Regions from separate parts of the Danio rerio genome. Here region 1 is linked to region 2. The links are chromatin contacts, called in public Micro-C maps. All regions are on one chromosome and are shown on one strand. Each heading gives the region's core, a stretch centred on a gene start, on an enhancer-like site or on the middle of the called end of the contact. The rest is flanking DNA. Distances are from core to core; before and after follow the strand shown. Region 1 holds the start of ints1 (integrator complex subunit 1). Region 2 has its middle 22 kb from the start of mafk.

The links. A called contact is a pair of places that touch in the nucleus more often than the background predicts.
Region 1: a contact with region 2 is called in a Micro-C map of caudal fin, with 5 times the contacts expected there. The contact joins the promoter of ints1 here to the enhancer-like site in region 2. A contact is called at or near these places in 3 of 18 Hi-C or Micro-C datasets (caudal fin, hematopoietic stem cells and an unstated tissue) and 1 of 4 datasets of contacts at active chromatin or transcription factors (caudal fin).

Annotation. Positions count from the first base shown.
Region 1 is chr3:42,037,751-42,042,040 of GRCz12tu, forward strand. ints1 (integrator complex subunit 1) reads left to right here and starts at 1,961. Exons shown (of 48, transcript XM_073944937.1): 1 at 1,961-2,245; 2 at 2,482-2,572; 3 at 3,033-3,320. The coding sequence starts at 2,518.
Region 2 is chr3:42,003,596-42,008,113 of GRCz12tu, forward strand. It overlaps a transcript of mafk not described here. Among named protein-coding and RNA genes, the nearest start is that of mafk, 22 kb to the right of the region's middle. Within about 2 kb of position 2,791, at least 8 of the 62 cell types and tissues checked have an H3K27ac peak or open chromatin away from gene starts, as enhancers often do. A contact at or near this core is called in caudal fin, where this site is marked.

The sequences.
Region 1 (4,290 bases), core at 711-3,210, 33 kb after region 2:
GTTATTTTGTTTTATTTATTTTATTTTATTTTATTTTATTTTATTTTATTTTATTTTATTTTATTTTGGAGCGAGTATCTCTGTGTTGTTTTGTGCTGTTTTTTTGTCTGGCAGGCAGAGTAATGTCTGTTTCCATGCTGACATCATTTTTAAAATGAAGATTCTTGGAAATATTATTCCTTGTACAGGAACACTCTATTGAAACACTGCCACCCAGAGACATCTAACCACCCAGAGTCTGTGGTTACTTTAAGATAAACTTTTACTTTTAGATAAAATGATAGATTCTTATGTCACACGAGTGAAGCGTCTTAAGGGGCGATGACATTATGAATGAAATAAATGAATAACTGCTTCAGATTTAGTGACTCAAAGCTTTGCATCATGCAGTCAAGATTGAAGGTAAACATCCATTAGCGTACAGATGGCAGTGGAGTTGAAAATCACATGATCTCTGCTGGTAATAAAAGATTGGAGCAGCAAAATAACTGAATGATTTGTCCTGATGGCCGAATGGTTCCATGCAGTTATGATAGCTAAAACTAATACCATAAAACTAAGGCCGACTAAAAGAGAAAAAAATTGAAGCTTAATAAAGATTAATTTAAACTAGGGATCTCTGTGCTTATTTTATGTTATATTTTATTTTATTTTTAGTTTCTACAACTTTCTTGTAGAAATCAATCTTCTTTTATATTTTTTAAATTCATTGTTATTTAATTTATTTTCCACTTAATTTAGTTTAGTTGATTTAATTTGATATTTAAACTATTTCAGTTTATTCTATACTTCATTCTTTTATTTTACGTCATTTATCTTAATGTGTTTTGCATTTTACTTTATTTAAGTAATTTTAGTTTTTTTTTCTTTTATTTGTTGCTGTTTTATCTTATTTTGTTTTGTCTTCATTTTTTGTTTTATTTTCATTTACTTTCTTTTAATGATTAATATGTAGTTTTTTATTAATTTTATTTTAAATAATTATTTATTTAATTTTTTTAAACTACTTTTGATTGTCTTAATTTTATAATCATTTGTATTTTAATTGTATTTTACTTGATTTTAATTGTTTAAGTATATTCTATTTTATTGTTTTATTTTTTCTGTCTTATTTTGTTTTGTCTTTGCCTTTTCACATTTTATTTTTATTTTTATTTACTTTTTAAGGTTTATTTTAGTTTATTATTTTATCAATTTTATTTTATATTATTATTTCATTTTATTTTATTTTAGTTTAGTTTATATACTTATATGCCAAGATTTTATAGTTTTTTTTAATTAAATTTATATAGTTTAAATAATTTAAATTATTTTTATTTTATAATTAATTATATTTTTGTTGTCTTTGACTTTATTGTACATATTTTAGTTTTTTTCTATTTTATTCTTTGATTATATTTTGCTTTTTATGTTATTTTGTTTTGTCCTAAATTTTTACATGTTGATTTTTATTTTTGTTTATTTATGATTTTTTTTTTAACTAACTCTTAAAACGTATTTGTTCTCTTTGGCATTCAATATTTTTTTTTGACTTGATAAGCAACAATTCTTTATTTTAATGAATCTCCATTTGTAGTGTGCGCTTTTGTTCTTTTTTATTGTATACAAATTAGTTGACTTGTCTTTGTTTTTATACCCCTCACTGTGGTTGTTTTAAATGTTCTATACAAATAAACTTTTTATTGTACTGTATTTATTATTTGATCAAATTTAATTTACTTTTATTTCATTTATTCATTCTTTTTTTTCAGCTTAGTCCCTTTATTAATCTGGGGTCATCACAGCGGAATGAACTGCCACCTTATCCAGCATAAGTTTTACACAGCGGATGCCCTTCCAGCTGCAACCCAGCACTGGGATTTTATTTTATTTTATTTTATTTTAGTTTAGTTTAGTTTAGTTTAGTTTAGTTTAGTCATTCAGCTCCAGTGCTGCAGGAGGCGCAGCCGCTCTTTTCATCAAACTCTTCCACTGCAGCAGAAGCACAAACAGCACTCGGCAAATCATGTAGCTGCCCCTTTCAACAACAACTGAGGTACTTTATTAATCCTCAATTCCTGTTTTTTGCCTTCTTACTGTACCATTATGTAAACGATATGTTACTGGTAGAGCAAACATTTTCAAAATGAACATTTCAGCCAGTATTTGATGTTTTTACAAAACGTTACAAGGCATCACCTGCTAAAACGCTTAGACTAGCATGTAAACAAATACAAAACATTAAATAAAATAAGAGCTCTTACAGGTAGTCGAAAAAATAGTTAACCTATTTTTGTCTTGCTTATGTACAGCATAGGAAATATATATATATTTTTACTTCAGTATCAAATTATTTCTGCTAACATCAGTCCATATCACCATGTAAAGTTAACCTAAGTTAAATGCTAGATTTTGTTTGGGTGTGATCATAGTCATTTTAAGTTATAGACTCAAATGTACTTTTATCTAATTGAAGACTAATGCTGTTTATGTGTCTTACAGTTACAGTGAGTTGTTTAACTTGTGGAAACTGTCACAATGAATCGACCAAAGCCAACAAGCATCAGGCGCCCTAGTAACACCAAGCCATCAGGTAAGACTTTAAGCTTACTTTTCGGACACGATTTGGATAAAGATGGTTTTATATTTGCACATTTGGACTTTCTCCTTAATAATATAATTTCAGAAAATCATTCTTTACAAATTCTAAGTATAGAAAACATATTAGCATCCAATGACTATCAAAATACTGCATTGTTCAGAGACAGTTAAGTAGGTAGCAGCTAATGGTGTTTTGAAGTCATACTCGCATGCCAATTCAGACCAAATATTCAAAGTAGCATGGTAAACAATATAGGGAGTTCGAACCTATTCAAAAATGAACGAATGTGCAAATATAAAACTAACTTTACCTCAATATGGACAATTCGGTACTCTTAAAACATATCTCTTATCCATGGCATTTAATAGTTGTTTTGACTTGATGAACACTCATTATATTGTATTGTATTGTATTGTTTTGTATTTCCTGTTCCCCCTTTGGCGCCCTTCAGGTCACCCTCCTCCTGGAGATTTCATTGCTCTTGGGTCGAAGAGTCAGAGCAGTGAACCGAAAGCAAACCCAGCTTTGCTGAAGCCGGCATCCACTGGTTTGCCACCAGATCGCAAGAGAGAGGCATCTTCATCTCTGCCTTCTTCCTCCGGCTTGTCCAGTCTGTCCAAACGGCCCAAACACCCCAATACTCCACCCAGCGCCCTCTCTCGTCTCGCTGAGGTGGCTGCTGTGGACAAAAGGTCAATTTCTCCCTCCATCAAAGAGCCGTCTGTGATTCCTATTGAAGGTAACGCCAACAAACCTTTCTATTTTATTGTAAAATGTTGTTTATCTGATGTTTATTTTGATCATAATTGCAGTGAAATTTAGAGTTTTTGGAGCTGCCTTTGATATCACAGCAAAAAAAATCTCTTTGAAAGGTCTAAATGTTACAAAATTAAAAAAAACATAGTTTTATTTTATATATTAGTTTTGCAAAGATCTTTTTCAAAATACAAAAATCATTAAAAAGAGAAAACATTGTTACTTATTTAAATAAAAAATAATCATGTAGTAGAACAAGAGATTATTTTTACTATAATGTCAGCTATATAAAAAAAGAAATGAATGCAAAGTTTGCATGAAATTGTAATTTAAAACATTTCAAAATGCATGTTAAAGGTATTATGGTAAGTATTTTATCTGTCTTTATGTTTTTGTCAAAAGCAGGTCAGAATCTGCTGCCTTTTTTTCCTTTTTCTGCCCAGAATTTTGTAAAGAATCTGTGGCTTTGTGGAGAATGATTTTGAGGTATAAAAGCCAAAAACTTAAGAAGAGGTTTTCTAATATTATACCTTAAGAATGCACAATATATCATTTCAGCATCGATATCACAATGTGATCATTCACATTAGTCATATCGCAGGATATGCAATGTTAATTCTGTATTATAATTCAAAATTTGCATGTGATTTGGTTTTAAAAACATTCAAGCATAAGAATCTGTATCATTTTCTAACTTTAATAACAATGCATTTTATTAAATTATGCAATGAAGATTATGCAGTATTATTTAACATGTGGTTATTCAGTTACTTTTCCTGAATACCGTATGACTCCTTCAAAAGCATTACACACTTTTGATTTAATTTGTATTGTTAAATGATTATTTTTTTAACTTGTGTATTTAATGCAGATGCACTCCCACTACAGCAGGGGTGTCCAGACTCGGTCCTGCAGGGCCGGTGTCCTGCATATTTTAGTTCCAACCCCAATTA
Region 2 (4,518 bases), core at 1,541-4,040:
AAAAAAAATCCTATGTGCGTTCATGGTAAATAGCTTTTAAGGACTGACTGAGCACATATTATATATATATATATTTTAAAAAATAGATATATTCATATGTAAAATATAGAATAATTTATCATATTCAGCCCAAAAGGCCACATACAGCATACATTAAAAATAAAAAAGACAGGAAAAAGTACCCACTTAGTTTAAAGACCATCTTCACCATCTAACTGTGTTAGGAGGAACGTTTACTGCACAAAACCGCATGAAAATAAAGGGAAGTGTCTACAGGCCTCGCTCACAGGATGACCTGTAATGCCTCTGTCAGTACAGATCTTGTTTTTTAATCTGATCAACTGGCCAAAAAACACTGGCTTCCTTGTAAGGCTACAGAATACAGCTTCTTTGACAGCATGTTTGGTTCTTATTAGTTTGAATTACGGCATTACTGAAGGATGGAGTAGGGGTGTGCGATACTGGCAATAATGGTATCTATAGTAAGAATTTTCATTTTCTTTCGAAGTTCATTTATTCATCAGGGGTCCCCACAGTGGAATGAACCGCCAACTTATCCAGCATATGTTTTACTCAGCGGATGCCCTTCCAGCTGGAACCCAGTAATGGGTAACACTCATTTACGATTTAGTTTATTCAAGTCACCTATAGCGCATGTCTTTGGACTGTGGGGGAAACCGGAGCACCCGGAAGAAACCCACACAAACACAGGGAGAACATGCAAACTCCACAATGAAATGGCAACTGATCCAGCCACCTTCTTTCTGTGAGGCAACAGTGCTAACCACTAAGCCACTGTGTTGCCCCATAGTAATAATAAACAACAGTTTGCTTAGTGTGTGTGTGTGTTTTTTTTTTTTTTACCCTGGTACGGTTTAGGCCTGTTGAGGATGAATAAATATAACACCAAAACAACTAGAAGGTGGTGGAAAGTCTGTATCTTAAAGGGATAGTAATTGACTCACTATTTACTCTACCTCAAGTGGTTATAAAATTTTATGAGCTTCTCTTAAACTCAAAAGAAGATATTTTGAAGAAAGCTAAAAACCTGTGACTACAGTCTACAGACTACAGTATTTGTTTTTCCTACTATGGAGGTCAATGGTTTCTTTAACAAATATTTTGTGCTTAACAGAAGAAATCAAATCAAACTGGTTTATAGTGATGACTAATGATGAACTATCCCTTTAATGTCAAGCAAATGATTCATTTAATCAAATGACAATGAATCAATCATTAACTCACTTAATTCATTCAGAAATGTAAGCTTCAGAACTATAAAAAAATAAGCTTGTTTTAGAAACCAAATAAGAAATTTTTAGGATGTTCTTTGAAGGTTTTTTTTTTTAACCAAACATTAAACTTTCCAGATTGTATCACGTTACAGATGACATAGAGTTTGTTCTCCTAAACTAGAAGGAATGTTTTAATTACATATAGAAAATGGTCCTGGCTAATCAACATATAACACTTTGAGAATATTTTGGAACCTAAAAACTAGCTGGAAAGCATATAAAAGCTCAATATTAATTTACTTAATATTAACTTTTTGTTTGTTGGACTGTCCATCGAATCATTTTCATGAAGTGAATTATAGTCCGTTTACATTTCCTGTTTAATGTCAAACTATTTCATAACTGTAAATAAAGGCAATTCAATCAAACTTTACGTTAAAACAGCTATCATTATAACATCTATTATAACAGCTATTATATATAACATTATTTAATAATATGTCATTTTTTGAATTCCTGGAAGCTATAAAAATTAAAAATGCATAACAGTAAATATATTAGGACTATTGTTATTGTTTACATCCCTCAAAATGGTCTATATCAGGGGTGGCTAACACCGGTTCCTGGAGAGCCACCTTCCTGTAGATTTCAGTTGCTACCCATGTCAAACACACCTGAACCAATTAATTAGAACCTGAACACCACATGATAATTACAGGCAAGTGTGTTTGATATGGGTTGCAACTGAAATCCGCAGGAAGGTGGCTCTCCAGGAACAGGGTTAGCCACCCCATATAGTTCACCCTAAATCGAATAATCTGTCATCATTTACTTGCCCTTTATTTGGTCCAAACCTGTTTCTGTCATCAGTTGAAGAGAAAAGAAGATATTTTGAAGAATGCTCGAAATCTGTAACCATTGATTTCAATACTATTTGTTTTTATGGAAGTCAATGGTTACAGATTTACATAGTTTTGACAGCTTTGGCTTCAACAGAAGAACACAGCTATCGAACCCCGTTCCAGAAGGGTCACATCGCTGCACAGTTTACTTCCAACCCTGATTAAACACACCTGATCAAACTAATTGAGTGCTTTCGGCTTGTTTGATACCCACAGATAGGTGTTGATGCAGGGCTGGAAGCTTGACACCCATGAAACTTAAAGGTTTGGATCAACTTAAGGGTGAGTAAATTTTCATTTTTGAGTGAACTGACCCTTTAATTTACAGTCAACTCTCGAGCTATGTTTGTTTGTTTTTTTAGCGTAGCGATAAATGTTAGCGCACATACCATTCAAAAACGGCAGATATTAACAAAGAAAATATCGCACACCCTCACTCACGATACCAAGAAAATTGAGTGAATTTTAAAGAATGTACACAAATGAGTTATGGCTTTGGTGGCAGCTGAATTGAACTCACACACAAACAAAAAAGCAAAACAAAAATGCCTCAAAAGTCCAAGAAACGAACGGAGATCTTGGTGTCATCAGCATTTGATCACAGCATTTTGAAGGAGAAAATACAACTCGCCACCAGGTGTCAGTGTAAAGCGCAGAAAGAGCTGTTTTGTCAAGTTTTCTTACATTAAAAAGCTGTATATAACTCCATAAAGGAGGATTAAGTGACTTTTAATGGAACTGGATCAATTCCAATATTACGTAATGTGTTAGGAATCTCAGAGGAACAAAATAAATGGCCACAATGACGAATGGTAAATGTCAGAGTTTTTTTCTCTCACTAAAAAGCTTTTGTGGCCTAAAAGGGAAGTGGAGACAGCAATTTAAAAACTCATTCGTCTATAAAAGCGGATTTGCCAACCAGAGCTGTGGTCACATTTATATATTAGAATACAAAGGTCATGGTTTGAAATGCTGACTGCATGTTAAACCTTTCATAACAATGCCAAATAAACAATGAATACTGAAATGAAACCTAAACACACCACATTTCACCCATAATAAACTAATAGTGTGTTGCATTCATAATATTGTACATATTGTTCAAAAGATATTGTGTGTGTGTTTCTGCTGCTCATCGACAATTAAATAAACCACTTAAAGACAAATCACACCAGTCCTGGATATAGATATAAACTATAGAGGCAATGAGGAATTTAGATCATGTTGGGGGATATAAAGACATACAAAAACACTTGTGGCGATATAAACCCCAATATGCTTCCTTGCATTGGTGGAAGGGCTCACAAAATAAAAAAAGGTCATAGCCACTTAGGTAAGAGACAATCCTGATTTTAACCATCTCAATGTTACGAAGGATCAGTTTTAGGATATGTTAATGTTTTCAGATCTACATTACACCAGAATTCTCCCTATACCCAAGAGTCTGTGTCGAAATATCAAATATTTGCATTTTTATGTACATTTCATCAGGGTTACCAACACCGGCAGTGGCACTTTTTCGTGGCTTGGCGGTAGGAATGATTTCTGAACGGACGGAATTTTCTAGATGAAGTTTGGGAGCTTGAATTCAACATTATTTGCTAAGCTTAACTCAGTTCTGTAATATACAGGTTAGAATTGAACTGCATTAGTTTTAAGACAGCTATCGCTCTATCCAATATGGATTACCTACCATTTTTATGGTGTCGTATAGAGACAGATCTGAAAAAAACGATATATCTTCAAGATAACTGACAACACTGATGTGCCGCTTAGATGTTATCACCAAGTTGAGGATAATCAACTTTATACTAACTAACCTTTTGTAAAACAAGTATCATAAAAGAAAAAAACATGAAGTGCCCTTAGAATCTCAGCCCCTCTGTGCTTTCAGTCTTGCATATTTACATATGTCAGTCTGCTTTGCAAGTGCTTCATAGTATTGTACTGCAATTCAACAGTAAAAGGTAAGTGCCGTTTTCCCATTTGGGATTGCTATGTCTATAAAAGCTGACTATGTGAGGATTGGCTCATTTCCTATTGGATTTTTTTTTTTTTTTTCTCTGTTTATCAGTAATGTCATGTTTCAGGATAAGGATTTGCCCTTGATGTCGATATCATTTTCAACTTTGGACTTCATCAGAATCACTGGTCTTTTACAATGACTGATATCAGTTTATAGTGATGTATTATGAGATTCCGCCAACACATTTGATGACATATGATGATGTCATGTTTTATTCACATATCTATCTACCTATCTATATATGCATAACATATAATTTAAAATACAATTAATAGACCACTTGAAAGTTCTGTTTGGAATAGTTATGTTTTGGTTTGTATTTATTTATTGAGAACACAACGCCAGTTTTAACTTT